Regions from separate parts of the Sus scrofa genome. Here all the other regions are linked to region 3. Evidence: chromatin contacts called from public Hi-C and promoter capture Hi-C data. All regions are on one chromosome and are shown on one strand. Each heading gives the region's core, a stretch centred on a gene start, on an enhancer-like site or on the middle of the called end of the contact. The rest is flanking DNA. Distances are from core to core; before and after follow the strand shown.

The links. Promoter capture Hi-C pulls out the DNA fragments that hold promoters and counts their contacts. Hi-C and Micro-C count contacts between places; a contact is called where the count stands out from the background.
Region 1: a promoter capture Hi-C map of liver shows a contact between it and region 3, with 6 times the contacts expected there. The contact joins the enhancer-like site here to the promoter of ANKRD44 in region 3. A contact is called at or near these places in 3 of 5 promoter capture datasets (fetal liver, fetal skeletal muscle and liver), 28 of 47 Hi-C or Micro-C datasets (adipose tissue, alveolar macrophages, blood and 14 more) and 2 of 2 datasets of contacts at active chromatin or transcription factors (alveolar macrophages and skeletal muscle).
Region 2: a Hi-C map of embryonic fibroblasts shows a contact between it and region 3, with 1.9 times the contacts expected there. The contact joins the enhancer-like site here to the promoter of ANKRD44 in region 3. A contact is called at or near these places in 3 of 5 promoter capture datasets (fetal liver, fetal skeletal muscle and liver), 8 of 47 Hi-C or Micro-C datasets (embryonic fibroblasts, fibroblasts, mesenteric adipose tissue and 4 more) and 1 of 2 datasets of contacts at active chromatin or transcription factors (alveolar macrophages).

The regions. Positions count from the first base shown.
Region 1 is chr15:100,978,062-100,982,755 of Sscrofa11.1, reverse strand. ANKRD44 (serine/threonine-protein phosphatase 6 regulatory ankyrin repeat subunit B) reads left to right here. Exons shown (of 28, transcript XM_021076238.1): 10 at 943-1,057. Among named protein-coding and RNA genes, the nearest start is that of PGAP1, 160 kb to the right of the region's middle. Within about 2 kb of position 2,720, at least 3 of the 83 cell types and tissues checked have an H3K27ac peak or open chromatin away from gene starts, as enhancers often do. A contact at or near this core is called in liver, where this site is marked.
Region 2 is chr15:101,074,322-101,078,709 of Sscrofa11.1, reverse strand. All of the region lies in intron 2 of ANKRD44 (serine/threonine-protein phosphatase 6 regulatory ankyrin repeat subunit B), which reads left to right. Among named protein-coding and RNA genes, the nearest start is that of ANKRD44, 130 kb to the left of the region's middle. Within about 2 kb of position 2,724, at least 10 of the 83 cell types and tissues checked have an H3K27ac peak or open chromatin away from gene starts, as enhancers often do. A contact at or near this core is called in embryonic fibroblasts and omental adipose tissue, where this site is marked.
Region 3 is chr15:101,208,280-101,213,068 of Sscrofa11.1, reverse strand. ANKRD44 (serine/threonine-protein phosphatase 6 regulatory ankyrin repeat subunit B) reads left to right here and starts at 1,897. Exons shown (of 28, transcript XM_021076238.1): 1 at 1,897-2,151. The coding sequence starts at 2,125.

The DNA.
Region 1 (4,694 bases), core at 1,471-3,970, 230 kb after region 3:
GAATGTGAGACATCCTACATGACTCTTGCTTTGGTCTCCAGAAATATCAATGACCTGAGAAATACATACATACATTCATACATACATAAAAGGCAGGAGGATTATTTTAGGTGAAAGGAAACTAAAGAGACATGACAACCAATTCTTGGGTATAATGATGGGATTGTGGTTATGTGGGAGAATGTCTTTTGATTGGGGGTGAAATGTCTTGATGTTTCTAAATGCTGTTTCTAAATGTTTAGAAATGTTCTTATTTCTAAATATTTCTTCAAATAAATGAATAAATAGATGAATTGTGTTTTATATATATTTTATGATATATATACATATAACTGTCATATATATGAAAAGGGGAAAGAAAGAAATGTAGTGGAATAAAATGTTAGGGAAGAAGGCAAAATAAAATGAGACTAAAATAACATGAACATTAATGTAATGGTTTTAATAAGTATATTTGCAGCCTCTAGCTTATATTTTTACTAATTTTAGTCATCATATTTTAAACTAGATAATCAAACTACATTAAGTCTTTTTCTGAACTCTCTATTCCTTTCGGTTCTTATGCTTTTGTATAAGGTTTACATAGGTCTTTAATTCAGCAAGTAAAATTAAAATTGGATGTGTCTTCAGAGTTACATTTTGTGGAATTTGATTGCATTGTTTATTCAGAGAGGGAATCCAGTTGTCAGATTTTAGATCCTCAAATAAGACAATGTGGAAAAAAATTAATAAGCATTTCTAGTAGACTTTCCTCTATGCAGATTTAATAATACCACTACTCGAGATGGTGACTTGTCCCCTGAGAAAGCATTCTTATCCTTGAGAGCAGAGATGCACAGAGTAGACACGAAATCAACATTTGGTTAACGTGACCAGCATAAAATGTGGTATGTGAGTCAACTTGAATCCTTATGTTGTTCTGTATTAAAATGTCTTTTTCAGGAGGTGAAATTGACTGTGTGGATAAGGATGGCAACACTCCTCTCCATGTGGCTGCAAGATACGGTCATGAGCTTTTGATTAACACCTTAATAACCAGTGGAGCTGACACAGCCAAGTAGGTTACTGCAAAAATACGGTGGAATAATTGCCACACATGGGCGTCCTGCCACGGGGATTCTGGCATGTGGTAGATAGTTCCCATTTATCTGGGTTAGGGTAGACTGTACCATTGTGCTAAACACAAATTAAATTTGATCTAAATTAAGTGACTTTTAATGACACTTGCAAGGAAGAACCAATTTTATTTTTTAGCTACATCAGAAAGAAGTCTATTCTAGTGGTTTTAATTAAGGAAATTTGAACTTTATTCCTAACTCTGCCTTTTTAATATTCTTTTTCCCCCAATTTTCAGTGTTAGTTAAGCAGGAAGAATAAAGCATAATTGGGCAAACTCAAATTTATTGAGGGTGTTGTTTTGCATATTAATGACCCGTATTAACGGTATGGTTATAGAATGCAATTGAATAAATCTGCTACGTTGGGAAGGGGGACCTGACTTCATTTTGTACTTCAATTCAACAAGAGTATTTAAAACATCTATATGAGTCTGTCGCAATGCTGGGTGCTATGGGAAATGTCGGAAGTTACCTGGTTGGTATCCTCCCGGAGCTCATAATTTTGTTGGAAGCCCAAGGCCCCACTAAAACAAAGAACCGTGCAAGATAGTATTTAATGAAGTTCAAAATGAAACAGGACTTTAATGGCAAAATGTTTGGTGTAAGCTATACGAACCATAGCGTGTAGATAGGAAGAGGAGAGCTCAAGGGTGGCCACAGTTTTCAAGGAGAAGGTGAGTTTTAGGTAGGCTTTGGAGGATGGAATTATGAGTAGAGCAGTGAGTGGCAGGAAGAGATAAGGCTCTGGGAAAAGCTTAGCCTGGCAGGGTAGAGGGTGTGTGATGGTGTGTGCTCTGCCCAGAGGCAGTATTATATCACGGTTGGGAGCCCAGGCTTTCCTGGGCACCAGCTGGGCTCCAATCCAAGCTGCCTCACTTGTGAGCTGTGTGACCTTCAGCCTGTTGCTCAATCTCTGTGCTTTGATTTCCTCATTTGAAAAATCAGAGTAATAGTAGTACCTCCTATAAGTTTGTGATGAAGATTAAAGGACTTAATTATTAGTAAAGCTTTCTGGTATATGTTAAGATCTGTGTGATTGTGAGTTATATAAATACATCTGCTAAGGTTATTCAACATGATAATCCCTATTAAAAGCTTTTGGGGAGTTCCCGTCATGGGTCAGTAGTAATGAACCTGATTAGTATCCGCGAGGACATGGGTTTGATCCCTGGCCTCTCTCTGTGGGTTATGGATCTGGTGTTGCCGGGAGCTGTGGTGTAGGTCGCAGACGTGGCTTGGATCCCACATTGCCGTGGCTGTGGCGTAGGCCGGTAGCTGCAGCCCCAATTCGACCCCTAGCCTGGGAATTTCCATATGCTGCGGGTTCAGCCCTAAAAAAAAACTCTTTGAACAGTGCCTGGCACATAGTAAACAATCAATAAATGTTGACTATTAATTTATTGCTCAGTAACATGTAGTATAGTCAAATTAAAGAGGGTCTTAAATGCTTCAATAAAGAGTTTGGCCTTGACCATAGAAACTGGGGATAATAACTGAATCTTTAGGAAAGGAAAACTACAAAGGCAGGGTTATATTAGGAATTGTAATTTATTTGTCAAGTGTTGTGCAATAGAATCAAAAATCTTGGCAGAGAATGAACCAGAATTGAAATGGTCCAGGGCATGGTGCATTCTGGTGGCCCTCCGGGCTCCCGGGCTGGTGGTGGAGATGAGATCAAGAGCAAATGACTGCAGCGTCATGAGGTGTGTTATGATGGAGGTTTGGACCAGGGAAACACTGAAGAGATGACATTTCAGCAAAAGAAGGATGGGTAGGAGTTTGCCACATGGCAAACTGAATTGTGTGAGATAAAAAAGATAGAGGGGGAAGCAGGGAAGCACATTCCAGGAAGAGGGAACAGTATTTACAAAGGCACAAATATGTGACCATATCCAAAAGCAGATTCCCAAGCCTGGACTACCTGATCTAGGGGGAGTGGAATGAGATGAGGTGGAAAGGCAGGAAGAGCCACACTACAAAGGATCACAATTGTCTTGCTAAGGAGTTGGGTTCCATGCTGAGGCATTCAGAAGCTGTTAAGGAATTATAATTGTATTGGGGAAATAACTATTTTAAAAATAGTAATAATTTTTAAAAAATGAAAGAAAAAAAAAAAGAATTGTAAGTGGGTGTAGGGTAGCTTGTGTCCGATGATCCCATTTGTGTGTGAGAAAGATTGCTCTAATTGCAATCCAGACAGATTGGAGGTGGTCCAGACTAGAAGCACTGGGCAGCCTCTTGCAAATGTCCAGAGAAGAAAAGATGCGGGCTCAGGCTAAGGACAAAACTGAGGGCGGTCAGAGGAGAGGTACACTGACGAACAGCAAGAACACTGGGTTGTCTCAGAAGAGAAAGGGATCTGCTTTAAGTCAAAGGGCCTTTTTGATTGGGAGGTTGCAGATCAAAAGAAGCAGCTCAATTTCCTGGCGAGAACAGCGTGCTAGGATCAGAAGGCTTTGACCAGATTCTAGAGTTCCCAAGCAGGTCATGGCTACCCAAAGGCAGGGATCCTAAATGTGTCAGTTAAGCAGAAGTAAATGATTTGGGCACAAACCAACTTCACTTGTGATGTGTTAATATTTTCAGTGGTGTTTTCTTTAACTTGTTAGCCAAAGAACCATGAATTTCTGATTTTCTTTCAGATTTGAACCGTTTGAGAGATAAACTGGCCAAATGTTTACTTAAAATTTGCCAAAAAAACTCAATAAGCACAAAGCCTCTTTCCTTGTAATTATTTTACCTTCATTTTATGCAAACACATACTATGTGGCAAAAGTGCCTTAGGAATGACATTATTATTCAAGTAGCCTTTCCTTCCATTGACCGTGCTGTGTCCTGAGGACATTGATGAGGGAAACGCTGTTCCAGCTCCAAGAGCCATATGCTTTCTTCTGTCTCAGCATATTTGGGGATAAGACCTGCTCCCTTCAGTAACAGTGGTTCATTGAGGGTAGCAATGGTGTGTGTATCTGTGTGTGTCTGAGTATATATATATAGTGGTGGTGGGGGAACCATCTAAGGAGAAAATACCAAAATGAGGAGAAGGGAAATTCTCTGACGGCCTAACGGGTTGAAGCTCCTGCATTCTCACCACCGTGTTGGCTTTGGTTGCTGCTGTGTGGTGTAGGTTCGATCCCTGGCCCAGGATTTCCCACATACTGCCTGTGTGGCAAAACAAACAAACAGAGAACCTGAAATAAATATTGCAAATCTCATTTAAAACAAAAAACATGGAGTTCCCATCGTGGCTCAGCAGAAACAAATCCAACTAGGAACCATGAGGTTGCAGGTTTGATCCCTGGCCTCCCTCAGTGGGTTAAGAATCTGGCATTGCTCTGAGTTGTGGTGTAGGTCGCAGACGCAGCTTGGACCTGATGTGGCTGTGGCTGTGGCATAGGCCAGAAGCTGTAACTCCAATTGGACCCCTAGCCTGGGAACCTCCATATGCCGTGGAGGTAAAAAGCAAAAAAACAAAAAACAAAAAACCCAAACAAATGAACAAGAAACAAACAAAGGGAGGAGGAGGAGAGTTGCAGAAGATAAAATTTGCTAAAGCTCCTCCCCACAAAGATCACT
Region 2 (4,388 bases), core at 1,475-3,974, 140 kb after region 3:
CGAATTCTAAATGAATGCAGAGATTCTGAAAACCCAAATGTGAGCTCAGTAAAGGCATTTTGGGGCTTATGCCATGACAACAGGACATCAACAGACCATTTTGCTGTGCCACATTGAAATAAGGGCAGAGACACATTGGTGCCTGTCAGTGGTGCGTGATGAGGACATGGAGGGACTCACATCCCGTGAGGAGCGGTTGAAGAAACTGGTGATGTTTTAGGACCAGGGAAAGAAAGGAGAGCGGTCTGAAAAGTTCAAACATTGTGGAGTCAAAAAATGGAACTCTTCTTATGTCACGTGGTTGTAAGCTACAGAAAATGTGATTTCAGCTCAAAATATAAGAAATCATTTTATAGAGCTGTCTAGAGAAGTAATAAGTTGTCTTGGCAAGTAAGTTCTCTGAAAGGCCACTAGACTAGAGAGGATAAAGGTAAGACATAGTAGTTAACACACATGGCCCCACTCTATCTTATGCCCTTGGCCAGCAATGATAATATTTGTGACTTTTTTTTTTTTTCCCCTTTCAGTCTTAAAGACCAAAATTTCTTCACAGGATAGCGCTATTAAATTGGAATTAGCCTGTAAATTGAAATCTTTTTCCCATGTCTGGATTAGGTGACGTTCAAAGTCTCTTAAAACTGTGAGAGACACATACAGTTCTAAGATTTTTAAGTCCCACATGATAGAAAACTCATGGAGTTTATTTTTTAAAGTATCATGAACCAATATGAACATATACGTACCACACACAAACACACACACACAGCCATTGTCATATCAAATAAAATTTGCAATAATTTCTCAGTATCACCAATATCCAGTGCATATTTAATTTTTTTTTGTTCCACTAGTTTCAAAAATGCCCTTTTACGGTTGGGTCATCCCCATGTTGATTTTTTTAATGTATCTACTTTATACATCAAAATGATTTGGCCAAGCAGTTAATGTTTGTTATTTGCAATAGTAGGATTTGGCGTAGTATATTTGTGCATTTCAGTTCTAGGCTGGGAACGGATGATAGATGAATATACTAGAGTAAATCTTAAGGTGATTATGTTGGCAAAGTATTTATGGTGAAAAAGGGGAGAAAAACCATTAAAGCTGTAGTTCTTGACTACCGGCATTAATTTAGAGAATAATAGCTTGCTAGTCTCAAGATCCAAGTGAGAAAAAAGAAACTATATCAACATTGTATCATGAGGGGATCTTTTTCAATAAGCAAGATGAATTATCCATAGTAAAATTGTAACTTGTTTTTGTGTGTATATATTTGTGTAGCAACATTATATATATGTGTGTATATATATATATATTAAAATGATCACCACAATAAGTCTAGTTAAATTCCATCATCATACATAACTTAGAAAATTATTTTTTCTTGTAATAAGAACTTTTTTAAAATTGATTTTTATTTCTTCCATTATAGCTGGTATAGTGTTCTGTCAGTTTTCTACTGTACAGCAAAGTGACCCAGTCACACATACATATATACATTCTTTTTCTCACATTATCCTCCATTATGCTCCATCCCAAGTGACTAGATATAGTTCCCAGTGCTATACAGAAGGATCTCATTGCTTATCTACTCTAAAGGCAATAGTTCGCTTCTAAGATCTAGTTTCTTAGCCGCTGTCAAGTGTGTAGTGCAGTACTATTAGCTAGAATTACCATGCCATACATTACATCCCCATGACTTATTTATTTTATAACTGGGACTTTGTGCTGTTTCTTTAAAAAATAGAACATATTTTTGAATCCATCCAGAAGGCTGTAATCTGACTCTACATAAAGAACTTTAAGTGATAAATTTAATATCCTCTCTAAACTTAGCTTCACTCTATCATGTTAAATTCCCTAGAACATGAGCAGTACAAACTATATAGCATAGCGTTTTAGGCTTCTAGATTTCTGTGACTTTCCCTTCACCTACATATACCTTATTTGATTTTTTCTTTTTTAATAAGGAATTTGATGTGGGGATAAAGTCCTGAGAAGTTTTGTTAGCTGAGAGACCTGTGTATCCTCTAAATTAGACCTAAATCAGAAACGACTGGGAGGGAGGAGGCCACAGGCTGGGGTTGGGGGGGTGGGGGTTGCAAAACCCCTAAGCAAAGTCCATTAATATAGGAGCACACTGTCACTGGGGGTGATGACCTGCTTGGCTCTTAATGAATGTTTCTGCACAAGAATGCAGGCGTAGTGTGGTCCAGACTTCTTTAGTTTTTAAGAGAAAATACAGGAAATCTCTAAATTGTTAAATGTTGGTTCCAAAAAAATGATCCAGCAGCATTCAGGCCAAAGAAAACACATCTGTGGGCCAAATTCAGCCTGCAGGCCACCGTTTTGCTAACTGTGGATGAGATCGGCAAATAGTTAGCCATTAAGGTTCCTCTGGCTGCCTGCATCTGGAAATCTCACGTGTAGTCCTGAAGCGGAAGACCTGGTGTTGCAGGAAAGCAGTGGGCTGAGGTCTGTAAGCGTGGCTAACCCTCCTGGCTCCTTGGCCTGTGGGGCGCCTGGCAATCCCTTCACAGCTCTGGGAGGGATGCTTTTTGTCCTGAGGGTAGGTGCCCCTCTCTCAGCACATGCCTGACAGTACTGTCACCCGCCTCGTTCCTTGTTGGACCCCTGCCCAGGATGTGGGACTGTGGTTTGGGAGCCATGACCTGCGTCCTGTGGAGAATGATTCATGAACTTCAGACGGTGCTGAGCGGGTTTGCAGCAATATGGCTTCAGGGCCATTTATGATGTGTGAAGGCAGGTCTGGTTAGCATCATTCCTCATTGTCCTCCAGGGGACGCAGTGTGAGGCCCCATTCATTTCTCCAGCACTGGCCTTGGAAGCCAGAGAGCCATCCTCCGGGAAAGAGAAATCTTACAAGGGTATACAGTGTGCACCCTCCAGAGAATAGAGATGGGTATTTTGGAGCTATGGAAATATTCCAAGTATAATGGCATTAGTATTATTTTGCAGTTGCTAGGCATTTTCACAGCATCAAGGAAAAGTCTTAAAAGATATACTTTGTAATAGCTTGAGAATGTGACCTTCTCTTGGATAAAGGGTTATGGCTCTTTTTTCCACCTTAGCTGTTAAGTTTTGGGGGAGGATGAAAATGTGAATAAAGGAGCTACATCATTTTTAGATGGAAAGAAGACATACTTGTTTGAAATTAGTGTGTAAATTCGATGCAGTGGAATTGAGTGGTACAACTTGGATTGGGGAAACTTGGCAAGATCATTTGAAACTTTATCCAGGGGAATAAACATGATGGCACTCGTTATATATTTTTTAAAATGGTATTGAAGTAAAGTTGATTTACAATATTGTGTTAATTTTTGCTGTGTTTTTAAAATGAAAATGTGTTAAAGTATAGTTGATTTACAATGTTTATATGAGGAAAGTCTTGAAAAAGAAAATCAGTGAGGGGAGAGTTTCACCAAATATCTTAAAACTAATTACAAAGCTGTAGCAATTAAAACAGTGTGTTACTGGCACAGGAAGAGAAATCAAATTAGTAGAACAGATTTAATGAGTACAAAATTAGACTCAAGTGTATATGGATATTCGGTATTAAATAAGGGAAGCATTTGAAACTACAGGGATGAGATAGATTATTTAATAAAACAGTGTTGGGACAACTGGCTGGTTAAAAAGCTGACTCCTTCCCTAATGTCTTATATCAAGATCAATTCTAGAGGTAGAAAATTAAAAAAGATGAAAGTAATGGAATAGAGGCTGGGGGGAGGGGAGAATATTTTTCCATCTTGGTGTGAGGAAGGACTCTCTAAGCATACGAGCAAAGATAAAAACCATGATGGAAAAGGTACATACTTTTGCATGTATAAAAACTGTAAACTTCTGTGTATTCAGTCTCCATAAGCAAGATTAAAAGATGAACTAAAGATATGTACAATATATGTGAAAACTGTAAATGTTCCTAATACATATAAAGACCTTTTGCAAACTATCTAGAAAAAGATAAACACCCAAATAGAGGAACGGGCAAAGGATATGCCGAGGCCACTCACCAAAGCAACTGCTGTGACCCCACACACGTATGAAGGAATGTCCAGTTCCAATCTTACCTGAGATCTAAGCATTCATGCAAGATAGCCATTGGGTGCCATATTTACCTGTCAGATCAGCAAAGATGACATAAGACATCAAGGACGATATAGCTGAAGGGACACTCTGAAGCCTTTTTGAGGAGAAAGTGATTTGTACTGGCCTTTGCAGGGCAGCTTGACATCCATATCAACCTTCAGCAGAGTATACCCTCTCAGAGCACTACCACACCGGGAAATTCACCCAAAGGGAAATCCGTGGACAACCATAAATCCAAAAACTGTGTGCTGTCGTGTGGTTTATAATAATAAGAGGTTAGA
Region 3 (4,789 bases), core at 648-3,147:
CAGATGTGGCCATAAAACAAAAAACGAAAAGCAAAGAAACCTAGTTACAAAATCGGATGTTGGACCCGATAGGTTTGAGAACTGTTTGCTCCTCCTTTCAAATCAGGCTCCAAGAACTTGCATGTAGGCATGCCCATGGTGAACCAGAGTGGACCTTGAATACTTCTGCCATATCAAGTCATTTGTTATCACTCTTCTGAAAGATGGCTATATTTAACAAGAGAGGTCAGTGTCCTATCCAGTTACCCACAAAGCCAGGCAGTAATATTAATAAATAGACATACTAACAACAGCAGTGAAGAACTGCTCCACAGATGCAACAAAAGCAAACTACTTTGTGTTTGAGGGAGGCCTTAGGAGGGAAATTTTTTTTAGTCTCTGTGCATTACTGAAGATTAGTGGAGTGGAGGCCAGGAGAGTGATTTCTTGGTTCCCCTTGTCTTCGTGATCTGAATCACAAGTCCATGGTTAGATAATAAATGGGGGATGCTAAGAGCATGCTACCATTCTCTCCTCTCCTTTCTCAGCAGACTGGGGAGGCTCAGAAGTTAGGAACGAAGAGCCCACCTTTACTTTGTGAATGAAGGGTAGCTATTTGGTCTTGCCCCAGGAACTGCAGTTCTGGTTTGCTGTTCAATGCAAGTCTGCTCCCTGCCATGCCAGGGGCATGTGGGGCTGCCTGGGAGCAGCACCCCATGTACTTGCCTACCCAGCCCTTCCTCCTGCAGAATCTCACCTCTTGTCACTTCCCAGGGAAGCCTATCCTCACCTACCAGTCTGGTCTGATTCCTGCATCACAGATTCCTTTCAGGAGTATTTCTCCCCCCGCCCCCAACCCTTATCTCAGCCTGTAATTACATTCATTAGTGATGACCACTTCATTCGTGTCAGACACCCCCTATGACTGGGTATCTGGAATATTTATGCTCCCCCTTTCCTTCTGTGGTACAAAGTCAGCACTCAGTACAGGGTTGTTGAAGGAATCGTTTGCTCGGAATTCCAGAAGTATCAACTCTTCACTATGTGTATGAATATGACCATCGTGTATGCATCTCTCGCTGTTTGACAGCTGGGTCTTCTATCTGTTGAATAGCATCGTTATCTGGAATGAGTCAGAACTGGTGGAAACACTCAAGGGCCCATTAATGCGGTAATTTAGGATCGCTTTTCTTCTCCAGTAATTCCACTTTACCTCCTTCCCTCCCAATGTTTGAATTTAATGATGGGCTTCTGTGTGTTCTAGCTGGGAGGTAGGTGGAGAAAAAGGCGAAAGGGCCAAAGCCCGAATCCCCACCCTCAAGTTTTGAAAAACACTTGCTAAAGAATGTGTGTGTGTGTGTGTGGGGGGGGCTCCCCGCTTTAGATAACGAGAGCATTAGCACTGTGGTACCTGACCCAGGTGTGATCATTTGATGTACTGGACTGTTTCCGGACAGGGGAGAGGTTTAGGGGAAGGCCAATCTAGAGTGTGACCCAGCCTCCCAGTCTCCCGGGTTAAAACTTTGGTGCAGCCTTTCTTACCCCTCGGGGTGTGCCAGCAGGACTTGCTCATCAGGTTGTACGACCGTGTGTGTTTGTGTGCGTGGGACGGGGCGAAGGAGGGTCACGAGCAGCCCCTGGGGATGCCTTTAACCGCGCACGTCCTGGGTCTGGGGGTGGGGGCAGCCGGGGCGACCCTGGGGCCGATATCCCGCTCGCCCCGGGCGCAATGTGCAGGTGCGGAAAGCAGGCGGCAGTCTGGGCCCACGGCGGCGCGCCGAGCACGAGCGGGCGTCGGGGGCCCGCGGGCTGCGAGGCGCGGCCGCGGGCGGCAGGAGGCAGCGTCGGCCAGGCGGCGCGGCGGCGAGCGAGGCAGCGCGCGGTGATGTCAGTGGCGGCCCGGCTGGCAGCAGCCGGTACTTCCTGTATAAAGGCGGGCGGGCTCGGCTGCAAACCCTACTAGCCAGTGTCAGCCTCTCGGCGGGAGGAGGAAGAGGCGGCGGAGGAGGAGCATAGGGAGGGCTGTCAAATTCGGGAGCCAGATTTTTTTCCCTTCCCCTGGCAATCCCTTCCGCTTCCCCGGCTCCTGGCGTGACATCTGTGGACCGGGAACCTGTATGTGTGTGCGCGCGAAGGAGCAGAAGAATGGCAGTGCTCAAACTCACCGACCAGGTAGGGGGCGGCGGCGCCGGCGCCGGCGGGCGGGACGCGCGGGGCGGCGCGGAGCCCCGGCGGGGGGATGGGGGCGCGGCGCGGAGCGCGCCCGCGAGCTGTTTACTCGCGGCGAAGGGGAGGAGTGTGTGTGGCCGCCGGCTCCTCTGAAAGCCGGCGGCTGAGGCTCTCCTTCCCGGCGCTGCCCGGCGCGGGGCATTCGGAACTGCGGGCTCGGCCAGGGGCGCCTTGGGGACTGAGGAAGGGGGTGCGCGGGGGTGCGTTGTCCGCGGGCCCGGGCTGGGCAGGGGGAGGGGAGGCTTGAGGTGCGCCTCCGGCGCTGCGCAGCGTGGGCTCCGCCAGCCCGTGCGGGCCGAGAGGAGGCTGGTCCGCGCCGCCGGCAGGAGGACCGTGGATGGAGAGGGAAAAGGGATCACAGCCTGCGGACCCCTTTCCAAGCCAAGCCGTAGACCCGCCCTGACAGCGATTCTTGTGTGGTCGGGCTGTCTTTATCCTTTTGACATGACATTTTGACTTCCTCTTTAGTAACCCAGAGGCAGTGTGCGTGGTGCGCGATGGGGACTCTTGGAGACCGCGCTCTGGGCCCTGGCCGGGCTCTCCCAGGAGGAGAAGTCCGGTCCGGGGCTCCCTTCTCAGGTAGTGGGCTACCCTCTGTGTGTGTTCATCAGTTTTGTTGCTTTCCGGTTGAGACACCGCACAGGGCAGCCCTGGAGTCCTGGATCGGAGAGGTGGGGTTATTGCTGACTCGCCTGACAGTCCTTGCTGCGGGTCTGTGGAATGGAAATACCCTGCCTTTGCGGACTGTGCTGCTCTGAGGACCTTGACACTCACAGGCGCCCAAGCAAGTTGCATGACAAAACTCTGCAGCTTCTTCCACGAAAGAAGGAAACAGCTTGCTTTTTTCTTCTTCTGCCGTTTATTCATACATGGTGGAACGAACATTGTTTTGTGGTCCTAATAGGCGGAGAGGCAGTCTTGACTTTGACACACGCGGTCGAACATGCCAGTCCTTGGTGTTAAACAGCTTCCTAAGTGGGTTGCATCTGGTGCCTCGCCGTCCTCAGTTTATGTCCTAAGTCAGAACCCCTGCGACTTAAATGCGATCCATCACCACAGTGGTTTGCTCTCCTGCCTTCAGATTCAAAGTTTTGCTTTGTTTTCCATAAGTATTTACAGGCTTTTTAAATTTTCTTTTTGTGGGGGAGGGATCACTTAATTAAGATTTATGTTACCCTTAAATTTAGCAGGAGGAGCAGCTGGTAATCTTGATGAATCTACTTGTTCCCATTGGTTCCAGAGCATTTAAAAGTGTAAATTGATATTCGTTTAGGCTTCCCTCCACCTTCTGGGCACATACTTCGACAACTGTTAGACATTTGCTTGTTTTAAATCTTCCAGTTTTAGTCGGCTTTGGTCTTGTCATCTTTGCCAGTGCAAGTTACTGTGCTTCTCTGTTAATTCCTAAGTCTTCAAAGTATAAAAAGTGCTTCTCATAGGCTTTATTGTCATTGTCACGTACACAGAAGAATTTCACGTGGAATTTTGGAGCTGGAAAGGATGCCAACGATGATCTTCACCCAATTTCTTCATTTTTTTTAAATGGAGAAACTGAAGTCTAGAGAAGGGAAGCCTGTCTTCCCGAGGACCCAGCTGTTGAGCTGTAGGAGATGTACCCCTTCTCCTGCTTTGCAGGCTCCTGTGCTTTCTGCTAAAGGTTAAGACACCTCTGTCTTCTCACTGGATGTGTTCAAAGGCTGCCAAGAAGGCATCATCTCCTCGATCAAGATCAACACCCGCGAGAAATGTATTACTTGGTTTTAGAAAGAAAGGAAGTTATTCTCCAGGACTTACCAGAGTAGGACTTACAAAGATGTTTTTCTCTTAAGTGTTTCTGAATATATCCCTACCCTTCCCCTCAAACTCGTAACTATGGTGAGAAAGAGTAGTGTAACCTTCATTTGATTCCTGACACATGAAAGGAATCAAAGAGAGTCTAAGATTCGAGAGCATCTAAACATTGCCATTCTGTCTTAGGGCAAAGGTGGAGGGAGGCTGGATGAGGAAGGTCTGGGTAGGGTGGGGTGGAGTGGTAAGCAGCTACGGTTTTTGTGAGACTTAGGTCCAGGAAGTATGTGGTCTTTCTTGCCTTATATAGTCTTACCTTTCAATTTGAAAATCTAAATTCTTAGAAGCCTGTTCCTAACCTCACCAGAGGCTTGAAAACCCTTTGCTTAAACCTCTACTGCAGAAGTGTTGCTCCACCATGATGGGAAGGGAGCCACCTGCTTTGAATCAGGGACTTAATAGAATTTGTAGAAGAATGCCTAGCTCTCTGCTCAGCTGTTTGTAAAGCAACAATTTGTTAATTCCCCGGTATCTGTTTAATGCCCTGTTGGCAAGGGGAATCTTGTTTTTACTAGGTTTCTTGGATTTGTAGTTTGAGGAAACATCTTTGCTATCGATAACCTGAATCACTAATTGTCTTGTTTGTCTTTTGAGTTTTTTTTATTCATTAATTTTTTTTTTTTTTTTTTTTTTTTTTTTTTGCCTTTTAGGACTGCACCCTTGGCATATGGAAATTCCCAAGCTAGAGGTTGAATCAGAGCTACAGCTGCTGGCCTCCACCACAGCCACAGCA